2 separate regions of the Gossypium hirsutum genome follow, and region 2 is linked to region 1. A link is a contact called in public Hi-C data. All regions are on one chromosome and are shown on one strand. Each heading gives the region's core, a stretch centred on a gene start, on an enhancer-like site or on the middle of the called end of the contact. The rest is flanking DNA. Distances are from core to core; before and after follow the strand shown.

What was found. A called contact is a pair of places that touch in the nucleus more often than the background predicts.
Region 2: a Hi-C map of leaf shows a contact between it and region 1, with 2.2 times the contacts expected there. The contact joins the promoter of LOC107899234 here to the enhancer-like site in region 1. A contact is called at or near these places in 2 of 34 Hi-C or Micro-C datasets (both in leaf).

The regions. Positions count from the first base shown.
Region 1 is chrD04:35,381,363-35,388,676 of Gossypium_hirsutum_v2.1, reverse strand. No RefSeq gene overlaps it. Among protein-coding and RNA genes, the nearest start is that of LOC107899244, 8.9 kb to the right of the region's middle. Within about 2 kb of position 3,871, at least 2 of the 9 cell types and tissues checked have an H3K27ac peak or open chromatin away from gene starts, as enhancers often do. A contact at or near this core is called in leaf, where this site is marked.
Region 2 is chrD04:35,975,693-35,983,006 of Gossypium_hirsutum_v2.1, reverse strand. LOC107899234 (pentatricopeptide repeat-containing protein At2g36240) reads right to left here and starts at 3,491. Exons shown (of 1, transcript XM_016824884.2): 1 at 1,158-3,491. The coding sequence starts at 3,421. The coding sequence ends at 1,943. It overlaps LOC107899236, which reads right to left. Exons shown (of 3, transcript XM_016824887.2): 2 at 5,289-5,657; 3 at 4,471-5,213. The coding sequence starts at 5,381. The coding sequence ends at 4,950.

The DNA of each region.
Region 1 (7,314 bases), core at 2,622-5,121:
CAACCTAGTGGTCTATGTCTTTCAGACGTTCATCGCCTAATCATTCTTGTAAATTATCATGTCGTTCATTGTTCTTTCGATCCTAGTCTATAGCGTATCTCCTGTATGATTAACTCCCTCGTTAGGGTCCCACGCCATATATCTTGGCATACTTTTTTGCCTTATCATTTCAATGGACTTTCTGATATGTCGTAACATCATATTATCATGGTCTAACTTAGCTTAATCCCTATGTTTAACGTCCTAGCAAACTATCTATGCTTGCTCACTGACAGACTCTTTTTGTTGCCTTAACCGAGTTAAGGTCTTACACCTTTCTCACCACGTGTTCATTAGGTCCTGGTAGACCACCTCGTGTTTACTATCTCGGCATACTACCTCTATAGATGCCATAGAGCCTCTCTCCCATGGTCTTACACCAATCTGCCATCTTGGTATGATATCAATTGGTGCCTTGGTATCTTTCGTCCATGGTGTTACTCATTAAACATGTTTGTCATAGCATCTTTCATCTATGGTTTTACACCTTATACCTTATACCGGGCCGCCATGACATCTTTCATCCATGGTCTTACATTATATGCCTTTATCGTCTACCATGCTGTCATGACATCTTTCATCCATGGTCTTACACTACGTACGACATACCAAACTACCATAGCATCTTTCATCAATGGTTTTATGCCATATATCGTCATCACGGTATCACTCCGAATGACCAGTCGATATTGCCGTCGCGATAAATACCATTCCATGATTCATATTACCCAAATCCACTTCTCGTTACCTCTTTTACACCACCTAACCTTGATACTCGAACACCGCAGTGTTTCCTCCGCAAGGCCTAGAGCTTTGCCCGAGGTGGTATATAATAGGGTCACTCCCTATTCCCATACTAACTTCATTTAACCTGTTTAGGTTTTTTCCCACAGTTATCATTTAGAACATGCACATATTTTCATGCAACATAATAGTTTGGAGTACAACAAACCTTTAAATCATGCCATGATCCTTCTTATTAACATACAATGACGATTACTCATGTTATCATGCATACATGTCTTTCTATCCCAACAGGAATTAGACTAGTCATATTGGATATTAGAATCTCACATCAATTCCTTATTCTTTGTAGTTCAGCTTGTCATTTTTGCTAGAGTCTACTTCATCCTGGCTACAATTCATTATTCTTCTACTGCCAAACTTGGCTCCTCACGATGGTAACGACATGCAAAACCTTCCACAGCTACCTCTTCTTCTTTTTCTTCTTCTTCTTCAGTTTACCTAAAGAAGATGTTTGGTTTTTAAGAAGACAAAATTATGAAGAATTATGTTTCCATTTCGTCCTATATACTCCCTTAGCACGATCTCCGTAGACCGCCGCTACCACTCAGTCCTACTTATTGTGTCTTCCACTGTGGAACCAACTGATTCTAATCTAACCAAACTAGTTTCGAGATTCAACTTTTCCCTACCCAACAACTTAAGTTTCTAAACGCCTTATTAGTGCCCTGTGAATTTCTACTCCTATTCGATTAGGTCCCCGACTCTTCCTTAAGTTCAGGTATTTAGGATATCTAGGTGTGACAAATGCGTCATATAGTGTGCCAATCATACCATTTGTGAATCATCATCATATTTATTTATTCATATAATTGCATCTCATTAAACAACATACATCACGCTAAACCATTCATCTATTCAATCATGATCAGATTCATCCAATCGGTATTTGCATTCAATACCACATGCACACACAAGACATCAACACTTCGCCACGAGTTGGTTCACCATTGGTAAAATACTAGTTCATCATATTCAGTATATGAGTAACATAAAATACATCCATTTAAGATCTGAGTCTGAGAACTCACTTGGGAGTTGCCGCCAAATCCATCTTCTAAGCCTTTTTCCCTTGCTACATGAGCCTCTATAGTCAATACAACATAACAACCAAATTCAGATTCTCTAATCATCAAAAGAGTCATACTTTACTTGCATGCATAAACCATTTAAGCAACTATTCAAAATTCCAAATCAGAACAAAACAAATTCGACAGTTAATTGCCATCTTTACCTTTCTTCCTTTTCCTTAAATTCGTGCATACAGAAAGATTAGGAAACTTACCAGCTCGATAAATCATCAGTTATTTGTGCACAATCCTTAGCTTATTTCCTCCATGCGGACTGCTCTTTCATATTTCTTCCTTGCAACCCTAACCATTGAAGATGGTGAAGAAAGATCAAAGAAAGAAAAAGACGATCCCAGAGGATAGCATATCTCCCTTATATGGTACTCCCTTACTTCCTTCACCAGTCTCTATTTCAATACCCAAGTGTACAACCTTTTAATTATCATGTCTCCCACTAAGTAATTTCTAGTTCATAACCAACTGGATTATGGTTGAAATCCAACTTTTCCTCAACCGGCCTACTACTTGTTCTTATTTGCAAAAAGAACCCGCTAGATTAGAGAACTTTTCAATTTAGCATGTCAAACTCTTTTGCTACTTAAGACCTTAGGAATCCTAATGTGACAACTTGAATTTAATAACTTATAATAAATTAATCAATTTAATTTGATAACTTATATTGATTAGTTGAACATTTTAGATTTATGAACTTTATAATTAATCATGAAAACAAGTGTAAAATAAAATATGCATAAAGGTAATAATGCATGACACGTTATACACCGTTTAATTTTGTTGATTTTATTCTCACTTTCTTTCTTTTTCCAACATAATTCTCACTTTATTTATTTAATGAAAATAATTATATGAATTCTATGGTAGATTTAGAACAATTATCTTTGTATAACAATGTGTTATTATAGATGTATAATAGCTATATTTCTATATCAGGTAAAATCTTGATAAACAAAATGGGACTATTATAGAAAAGAGTAACTTATATGTGAAGAAACACGAAAAATTTGAAAAAAAAACAAGTTTAAAAGTAACAAAATTGAATAACATCATATTTAATAAAATCTCTAAGTTACTAAACAATATATTATTTTAATGAATGTTTGGAAATTTAATATTAAAAAAATTGAATAATTTATGAATATAAAAAATTTCCCATGATTTATGAATATAAAGTGAGGAGTGCGCTGGATTTGGAAATGATTTCCCAATTCCCACTGCCAAAATTCATTTCATCAAAAAGAGTGGGAAAGTGAAGAAGACTTACTAAATTGAAATAACCAAAGTCTTGCGTAAATATAAAAGAATCGGATAAATAAGTTTTTCAATAGATTTAGGTTAAAATGTCTCATAAGTTTTTGTAATTTTTAAAAATTAAAAATTAGTTTTTATACTTCTATTTTATGAAATTTAGTCTTTCTGTATTTTAGATTTCTAAATTCAAGTACAACTGTTAATATTGTTAACTTTTTTGTTAAATTCAAATTAATTACAAAGTCATTTTTTTAATTACATGACTACCAAATAAATATCTTTTTTATTTGAAAAATATCACAGTAACAGATTTAATAAAAAAATTTAATAGTGTTAACAATTAGACCTAAATTTTAAAATCTGAAAATTAAAGAAACTAAATTTTATAAAATATAAGTACAATGTCTAAATTTTTAGATTTTAAAAAATACAAAGACTTGTAACATATTTTAACCATAAATTTAACATAGAATTGAATGAAATTAAATGAACCAATTACGAACCCATATTTTATCGGCTTGATTAATTACTCATTTTGCAATTTATTTATTTATTACTTTTTAAAAGAAGTGTTGGTGGGTTGGTTTTTGTCTTATATTTTATTATCTATGTGGTGTGCCTCGTGGCGTGCGGAAAGGGAACAAGCCGCCCTTGTAGACCTTTGACAAAACTCTAGGAAAAATGCTAATGCGTAATAGTTTCCTTTTAAAATGTATGGGCCTATGATTGGGCCACCTTTTTATGTAGGCCTAATGGTGTCTTCAATTGTACAACTTGAACCATTGATAAACACCCAAGAAAGCTGTTGCGTATTCCATTTTGTATATTCTCCAATTCGGCTTGAACCATTTCACAAGCAAAATAATAGGTAAGTTGCACCCATAGTCACTTTAAAATAGGGTTTGTCTTATTTCGATTACTTTAATATTTTCTTAATTTAGTCATTCTAATTAATATAATTGTCTAAATTAGTCCCCATCGTTAAAAGTTTTGTTAATCTAGTGACGGATTGTTATTTTTTACTAAAGCTAGGGACCTCTCTATAATTAATATAATGACTGACACATGACATTGTATTTGTACTTTTTACTAAAGCTAGGGACCTCTCTATAATTATCTCAAAATACTTTGTTGTTATTTTTTTGTTCTCTCTTCTTTGGCTTCTTTCTCTTTTGGTTTTCTAATTGACAAATGAAAAAGTCTTCAGTTTGCACTTGAAAAACAATTTCATTCTAATTACAGTTGGAACATAATTAGACAAATTAAATTAATGACAAAGCAAACCAAGGAGCAAATAAGGAAAGAAACCAACAAATAATATTTTTTAATAAAATTTAAATTCACCAATCCTACTCTATCGAGCCTTGCTCAGAGAATGATTCTTATTCAACAATCCAACCAAATCACTTATTGGCTAAAGCCAAAAAACCACCTTACAGCAATAGACATTTGCAGCCCCAACAATGAATCAAATTGTTACAAATTACTCTCCCAAATACCTCACAATACAATCAATAAATGTCTCCAAATAATATCCAAAAAGAGTGACATAAAGTAACCCAATGGAATAGCAAAATGTAAAAGCCAAAGAAACTTTGATTACAATTCATTGATTTAGTTTATTTTAATTGTAATCAATGAATTTATTTTATTAACCCAATGGAATAGCAAAATGTAAACTTGTAATTTTTTCGAATAGATTGGTTAATAAAATAAATTCATTGATTACAATTAATATACTTTGTATTATTATCCTCAAATGGTTTTTACACGCAAAGCAAAATGCAAAATGAAAGCAAATGTTGCTCATTAGTTGTCTAATGTTTAACCAATACTAATCAGTATTGCTTGGTCAGATCTTAATACGAAAAGATAAATTTTATTAGTAGACGAACCTAAATACGTCCTTAGCCTAATCGAAAATGAGCAAACAAATTAAAAGACTAATATCTCATCTATCAAGTCTAATTGGGAAAATGCCTTATCTTGGGCATCATAGCGGACGACTCACAGAAGATAGAGACATTGTCAAACTCGATTTCCTTTAAGTCCAAAAGTTAGGAACAAATAGAGGTTAAATTGAAAGGAGTCATAAGCTAGTGGCCTTTACTGAAAAGTCAGGAAAATTTAGTGACTGAACTAGACATGGTTAAGATCCAATTCTGGTTCGGTTGGATTAAAACTAGTTGCTTCCTTAGTGGGAGACAAAAAGATTACCAACGAATGGTTTTTATAGGGTTGATAATCGAGCGTGAAGGGCGATAATTGTTGGGAAAATGACTTCCTAGGGAGAATTCTTCTGAAATCTATTTCACCTTCTTCTCTTCTTCATCTTCTTCCTTGGTTGATCTGAAGAAGAGATAGTTATAAGAAGTTCTGCATGGAACGATGATCATGAGATTTGAGTTAGAAAAGTAGAGAATCTAGTGAGTTGGTAAGGTTTTAAGTCTTTTGGTGTACGTGAGGTTTAGAAAATAAAGTTAAGAAATTTTAGAACCTTTTTAAGGGTTCTGTATGTTTTTGGAAAACTCATTTCACTCACGATTTTTGTTTATAATGATTAGCTTCTAGGAGAATGGAAGCTCTGACATACAGAAAAGTTAAGCATATGAGGTAAGGAAACATATGTTTAGTTTATATACTCCATATTTGGATGTTGCATGACTGGCATGAATCTGTGTTGAGTCTAGGATAAGTCCTATGATGATGTGTGATCTTTGTTGTTTGAGAATGCTACGTATGTGCAAGGTTGAGTAGGTAATTGAGTGTTTGCATTTGTGTCGAAATGCATAGAATGGTTGTGGAAATTCATATCTAAGTTTCCGTGCTCCATGTTATTATGTTTATGTGATCATATGTCTGTGTCTGTATGCTTATAAATTATGGACTTCAGAGGGAAAGGTATTGATGGGTTAGATGAAGTTAGGATTTAGGAAATGGTGTTTTTGTATACTGTCATACGATATTGCTTGGTGCAAACTGTGATTTACGAAGATCCAAGCTTTGCATAGGGACACTACGATATTCGAGCATCAAGGTTAGAAATGATAAAATGGAGGATTGGGTAGATGAATAGACAAATCGAATTCTATTAAGATTTTGCTATACGGTGTTGTTAGGTGCAAACTGTGATATGCGAAGCTCTGAGCCTTGTGAATGGGACACTACGGTGTTCAAGCATCAAGGTTAAATATGAAACAGAATGTTACCAACTGGCGCACTAGAGCAACACCGTGACAACAGTTACGTGATGGTGACCAGTAGGCTCTATGAGGTGACACAGCGACGGCAGTAAAGTCTTTCGGGGCGATACCTCAAAGTGGTTTAAGGTGTAAAAGTATAGTTCGACTATGGCAGCATTTAGAGTTTGTCGGGAAATTAAACATGGGATGGTCCATTGAGACATTAAATACGGGGTAGTTCGCTAGAACGTTAAACATAGGGTATATTTTGTAAGACCGTAGCTCAACTATGGCAGCATTTGGAGTTCGTTGAGACATTAATCACAGGGAAATTTGCTAAGACATTAAATATGGGGTAGTCGACCAGGACGTGAAACATAAGGTATATAGTGTAAGACCATAGCTCGGCTATGACAATATTTGGAGTCCGTCGGGACATTAAATACGGGGTAGTTTGTTGGGACATTAAATACGGAGTAGTCTACTAGGACATTAAACATGGGGTTAGGTTGTGAAAGACCACATCTCGATTATGGCAGAGTATGGTAGCCTGTCGAGATAGTAAACATAGGGTGGATCTCCAAGATAGAGATCGTGGGAAATCACGCAATCTAGGAAAAAAAGGTTGGAAGAAAAATGTAAAGCGTTGGAAAAAAAGATAATTAGCCAGCGGATTGTTGAGGAATCTATCGAATAAGGCTAAAGAAGTAGAAAAGGAAACAATCCACTAAAACAGTAATCAAAGAAGTCGTAGGGAATGTGGGTGGTAACCCAACTAGATTAAGACATAGAAAGGACATGCCCCGAGTGCCTGGAGTATATGCAAATGAAAAAAGATTTATTCGAGGATCATAGATAATGATTTGTCATTAAGTACCGCCAGATAGTGTTGAGCGGAACTCTGTATGTTAGAAGTTCAATCATAAGTACCCCGGGTAGTCTATTTGATA
Region 2 (7,314 bases), core at 2,242-4,741, 590 kb before region 1:
TTTCCTTGCTCTTTTCGAGAGGAATGAGCGTTAGTATTGAGCGTTCGTTCTGCAACTCCAATCAGGAAACTGCCAGTCATCTCCTAAAAGAGTGCACTATGATCTACAACTTGTGGAAGCTTCTCCCTATCCCTCATCTCTCAAGATCCTGTTGGAATGCTCCTTATGACACTTGGATTAAAGAAAACCTTTTTTGAAACACCACCATATCCCTTGGGGCAATTTTGTTTGCCTTTCTCCTTCGTACCATTTAGATGACTAAGAATGCTATCATCTTCAATAAACCTTATGATGTTAAGGAGAGTTCTCTACTTTCTCACTTCATTTTAAAATCAAAGGGCCTCCAAGACTTATTCATGTCAAATGGTCTCCTCCCCTCCCCCTTGGGTTGGCTCAAGCTCAACTATGACTGATCCTCGCTTGGCAACCCTGGCTCTGTTGGCTCGAGAACTATCATTAGGGATCATAATGTTCATTGGATTGCCGGTTCTCATAGATTTATCGGAATCACAGTCAAGTTATAAGGTCTTAGGGATGCGCTCCAACTTGCTAAAAGCTTGCACATTTCTCCTATCTTTTTGTGAACATAAAAAATCATGATCATAAAAATGACTTGCTTGATTCTCTTTCATGATTCAGTAGCTTCTAGTGGAGTCGTCTGCTCCATATTTATCCGTTCTGCGGATGCTCTTGCTAGAAAAGGAAGCAGTTCCAATCTTAGTATTTGTATGAAACTAGGAGTTTAACTGATAACTTTGTTGTTTATTTTGACCTCTCGGGTTCTCTTCGTCCCCTAATAGTGTCTGCCTATATACCAAACTGTTTAATTAAACAACATTTCCTATCCATGGCAGGTGGTGGCATTAACCCTCTTAACCAAGTAAAACATTAAATTTAAGCATTTTAAACCTTTAGTTAAATAGAAAATTTCTAAATTTGGCCCGTCTAAAAATTAAATAATTTAATTCAAGTATTTTTAACACAATAATTTTAGCTTCCCAAAATTTTATAATTTTATCTTTATCTCCCCTAAACAAAATTCCTGGTAAGTGTGTAGATAACTTACAAAATCTTCAGAATGGGAAATGGCAGCCATGAAAGGGTGATGTAGGAAGATTAGTAGCTAAACAAGTGGGAAGAACCAAGTAACATCATAATGAACCAAAAAAGAACATAATAATCTAAAGATAATTCAAAAGGTAAAGAAACAGAGTAAATACTAAATATAGTAATGCATACAGACATCATAAAAGGAGTATAGAGCAAAAGGAAAAGAAAACCAGAGGTGGGTAAGACGGTGAATAGGGCCACTTCCTACTGAAGTGCTGCAAATACACTGAGAAATGTTTACAATTAGGGAATTCATCAAATTGAAGATCTGTAGCGGCCCTAGCATCAGGTGTTCAGTCCTTTGGTCCGTTGCTTAGCAAATAAATGCTGTTAACTCAATCATATGCAGGGAAAAAGCATGATAGCCAAGTACTAACATCATATAGTATCCCATTTTGTGCTCTCAGACTCAAGTAGATTTGTTGTCAAATTTCGAGGAAGATCCGAATCCATCCAAGCTTCTTTGCTTGGTGTTTAGCTTCAGGCTGATTAGGAAGCGGAAGATTGCTTTTGATCAACGGATTCCCCCTTGCAGTTCGAAGCAGAAGATTGCCTGCACCAACTGACTTCACTTATCAGGCACTAAAGTGAATTTCACAGCACATTGCTTGCAAACTCTTGTTCTTCCTTGAACTACCAGTGCTTGTCATGCTAGTTTTTACAAGTAAATAATGCAGTCTTTTCTTCTCTAAATCAACTTATAACATCGGTCCTGAATCAATCAAATGCCAATTAAACTTTTCAAAGAAAAAAATTCTTCCTCTCCGTTGATAAGAAAACCAGAAAATCTGAGATAAATTTGGGCTCTGATATCAATATTCACAACTCGTACTCACCTATGAATGGCACTAACTTTCTCCAATTTGGAACTTGTAGAATTGGAGAGTCCATCCATCAACCTATTATATGTAGCAATATCAGGTATATATCCTTTATCCAACATCTCATCCACCAAGTTTTCACCTTCCTTTCTTCTCCCATCCCTTGTATATCCATACACCAAAATGTTATAAGTCACCTCATCTGGTTCTAAACCCTTTGCTGAAGCCAATAATCTAAATTTATTTGCATCCATTGTTCTTCCCAAATCACAAAGATCTTGTATAAGATAATTAAAAGTCAGGATATCTGGAACAATACCATCTTTAAGCATTTTTTCCATCAATCCAAATGAATCTTCTCTTCTCTGGGATCTCCTTAAACCTTCAATCAAAGTGGTACACGCAATCGAACTTGGAACATCTCCTTTCATCCATAACTCATTAACCACCTCAAATGCTCTACCAGCATTGCCTTTACCACAAAGCTCTTCAACCAAACCACAACAATCAAACCCCTTCGGCAAAAGTCCCTTCCTACAGAAATCAACGATCATGTCAGATGCCTCCAGAACCTGGCCTTCCTTACACAAACCCTTGACCAAAATCTCACAAGTCGCTGTCGAAAATTGGCACCCTGATTGAGTCATCTCGTTTGCCATCTCAATAGCTTCCTTAACCTTCCTTTCTCTGAAAAACCCTTGAATCAAAGTATTAAAACTAACCACATTAGGCCTACAGCTTTTCTCCTTCATTTCTTTAAACAACTTCAATCCTGATTCAAACTTCCCATTCCTGCAATAACCACTAATCAAAGTATTAAATGTACACACATCTGGTTTCACTCTGTCCTTTTCCATCCTCTCATAAAACCTCAAAGCGTTATCAAAATCCCCACTTTTCAAATACCCATTAATCATAACATTATAAATAACGACACTAGGCCTTCCATCGATCAATTTCTTCATGGTTTCAAAAGCAAAAACAGCATCACTCAACTTCCTAGACCTACAAAACGCATCGATAACGAAACGAAAAAGGGGTTCTATCTGAGGGCAAGAGAAGATACCTGGAGAGCAAGGGCAAGGATTGGCAACTATAAAACTAAGGAGAGAACGAAGCAGGGAGAAACGGTGAGAGGAAGCTAAGGAATGAGCCATCCACAGGTAAGTAGAGTGATCATGACGGAAAGAGTCAACGGTGGAAGCCCAAGAGAAAACTTGGAAGTCATAGTGGGTGAAAATGGGGTGATGGTGAAGCTTAGTTTTGAGAAAGTGAAGGAGGGTTTTGGCGGTTAAGGGTTGGTGGGTCAGGTGAGCTTTGAGGAAGGAAAATAGTTGCTTGTGGTGATGGGGTTGGGGTGTTGTGGGGAAGAGAGAAAGGGAAGGGGTTGGTGTTTGGGGTGAGTCCATGAGTGGAGACAGTGATGGGAGTGACCGTGGGCATTTCGATGGAGGATTTTGGAGAGGTTTAAGAAGGTTCTTCTTCTTCATTAGCTATTTTTTGAAGAACAGAAAACTTGTCAATATGACAAACAGGAAATAATGACTTTTGATAAGGCCACCGCCTTTTGTTGTTTCGATTCCAGGTAAGTTTTTGAAGCCCACCCGAGTCCCTTTTTCGGCCTATCTCAACCTGTCAACCTTTTGACTTGAATAACCAAGAATAAATTAGAGGTGTAATGAAATAGAGGCGCAATAGGTAATTTTTTTTGTTTGGTTGAATGAAATAGAATAGAGGCGTAATAGTATTCTTGTATTTAGTTGAATGGAATGGATCTGTAATAGCATAAGAAAAAAACTAAAATGACTAGAATACCTTTAGCAGAAATTTATTTAGGTAAATGATTATTCTTATTAAATTTCAATAAGATTATTAATATCAGTAATAAATAATTTAATCATATTTTAACATAATTATTATTAAATATATTTTAATTAAAATATATAATTTAATAAAATTCTTAATAATCAATATTCTTATATGAATTTACTAAAATCATAATATATGATACTATAAAATATAATTTGAAATAATTATTATTAAATATATTTTAATTAAAATATATAATTTAATAAAATTCTTAATAATCAATATTCTTATATGAATTTACTAAAATCATAATGTATGATACTATAGAATATAATTTGAAATAATTTTTATTAAATATATTTTAATTAAAATATATGATTTAATAAAATTTAAAATAATTATTACTAATAAATTTTCTTATATGAATTTGTATAATTTAAAATAATTATTATTAAATATAATTTAATAATAATATATAATTTCATAAAACTCTTACTAATAAATTTTCTTATATGAATTTGTATAATTTAAAATAAATATTATTAAATATAATTTAATAATAATATATAATTTCATAAAATTCTTTATAATAAATTTTCTTATATGAATTTGTATAATTTAAAATAATTATTATTAAATATAATTTAATAATGATATATAATTTCATAAAATTCTTAATAATAAATATTCTTATATGAATTTACTAAAATCATAATATAACTTGAGAATTATATTCTGCATAAACATAATTAACTTATATTAACAAAAGGTTAGATGAAAATAAAATTTTATATCATAATCCATATGTTATATAGTTTTACAACATCAAAAAAGTTTGAACATGGATTTTTAATGGTCAAAAAGAAATCTTCTGACCCATTCCAACCGCGCATCAGAAGGTAAACTAAAGAAAACTAGCATTTGAGTTGGATGATTTGGAATTTTACTCAAAGCTCGATACTGCTCATCCACGGTTAAACCTTCAATTTCACATAAGGTTGAATATAAATTTGTAGCTTTCTCTTGGATGATCTGGAATTCTTCTGACTTCTTTTGAACTACCACATCAGAGGCAATACTCCTACTGATTTGTTCACCAATAGCCCGCATGTTTTCCGCCAATAAAGTGGCAGCCTCATTAAATGAAGAAGAAATATTTTCACTTGCATCATAATTCTTCTTTTTCTTCTTTGAAGATGAGGAACCCCCTTAGTTTCTACCTGGTTGCGGCTCCGTAGCAGAAACATCCATGTCATCCAAAGAGACATCAGCTTCGCAGTCATAGAATTCGTTTCTTTCTTCATTAATATCTGTAGTAGGTACATCATCGGTTGTTTGAGCATTTATTTCTTCAATAAAATCAGCGGCTGTTTGAGCATCTTTACCAGTCGCTCGATCTCGTGCGTAGATGGTTCTAAGTTGGTCGTAGTAAGGGAAACTACGATGTCTGAATTGACCGGCTTCTTTATGACTCTATAAAAATGAGTAAATCATATTAGTTATAAGTTGAGAATAAATAAGATAATAAAGACTTGAAATAATTCTTACATTTAAATAAGAGTTCCAAACCGCATCTTCAGCAACAACGAGCTGCCTATGCTCGTCCCAACCAAAACCGCTATTATTTTGACCATTAAGCATGTCATACACGATTGATCAATCCCTTTTTAGTAACCTAATCCTCGATTCTATATTAGGTTTAGCCTTCAACATTCCATTGGGTAAAGCCTTTTCTAACATTTTTTCCAACTCATTTAAATAACCGGCTTTGAACCCCGTATCAGCATTAAAGGTTCCAACATTGTGCAAGTCCACCATGCAGGAAACCAATGCTGCATCTTCTTCCGGAACCCATTTCCTTTTGGTTTCGCGAGAAGCTTGGGAGGAAACATTTTCTGAAACACCTGACATAATTATCTTAAGAAAAAAAACAAATTAAATTTAAGTTTAATATCATGAATCAAAAGGTGAACACTTCATAAAATTATAATTAAGTTAAATATCATGAATCAAAAGCTCAACACTATATATAATTTCATAACACATGATGAATGAAAAGAAATTAAATTATAATTCAGTAAGTTTAGTACAATACAAAAAACAATTCAAACACCACTAAAGTTTCACAAATTAGATACATAAAATAACAAAAACAAATTAACTCAAACTCATTTTGTCCCTAAACCTAACTAATTTCTAGACGCTTGCCATTCATCGAACATTTGGTTGGCTAGTTCCATCCTCCAAGTAGCCCATGCATCCGATGGATGAATATTTACGATATTCGGTTCATCATCATCTACCACATTACTAGGTAATCCTTCTCCCACATCCGCTTCAATAGGATCAATACTCATATGGGTTCGAATAAAATTATGGAGTAAACAACATGCAATAATGACTCTATTGTGCACCCTAACAGGATAGAATGATGGACTCCTAAGTATTCCCCATCTAAGTTTTAATAACCCAAAGCTTCTTCCAATAACATTACGTGTTGAGGCATGTTTCATATTAAAAAATTCTTGCGGAGTACTTGGCTGATAACCTTGACGCCACTCATTCAAATGATATGTTGTCCTCTAAAAGATGCAAGAAATCCCTCACAATTTGTGTATTCAGCATCAACTAGATAATAACAACTATAAAAAAAACTTTTTTTAAAATAATTAATTCCCCCAAAAAATTTGATCTGAATGAATAATTCAAAGTCCTCTAACTATCCACTTTACCATGAGGAACTTTTAGTCCATGTCTTCTACTAATGGCATCTCGAAGAACCAGTCCATCAGCAACTGAACCTTCCCAACCAGGAAGAACATAAACAAATTGCATATCAGATGTACAAAAACCTAGCATATTTGTTACTATGTCACCTTTTCGCGTTCGATATCTAGATTTATCAAATGTTGGAACCCTAATCTTGATGTGGATTCCATCAAGAGCACCTAAGCAATTCTATATCACATGATATAAAACCTTGAGTTAGAATACTAAATTTAAATCTAAATCAACGAGTACTAAATTTAAATCTAAATCAACTAAATGTTGTACAAGCTATATATAAAACTCAGTCCAATACCTTAAACCATTTCCACCTTGTGTCAGAAGAATTAGTTGTAATTGGCTCTGCCTTTTTAAATAACAGATCTTGTAAGCGTATGACAACATTTAAAATACTATGAAATGATCTGCTAACAGTTTCCCCAGACCTACTAAAGTGATGTTTGATAACTCAATTTTTCAGGTGATGGGAGATGATATGTAAAAATATTGCCACTTGCTCATCAACAAGCATGTTTCTTGACGACTTCAATCCCCTTAACGATTCTAACATCTCACATAGTTTAAAAAAGGCAGTTCTATTCATCCTAACTTGTTCAATATAGGTCTCGTCACTAGCATATACAAGCCTTTTCACATAATCCCGTTTTGCATAAAAATCTAAGATATAGGACCTAATCCTTGGTCTATAAGTATGTAGGCTAAGGCTGGCACCCATTGTAAATAAGAACTAAATCGCAATTCTACAGATTTGCAACCTTTTTGTCAATGCAATACCAATTCTTTTACG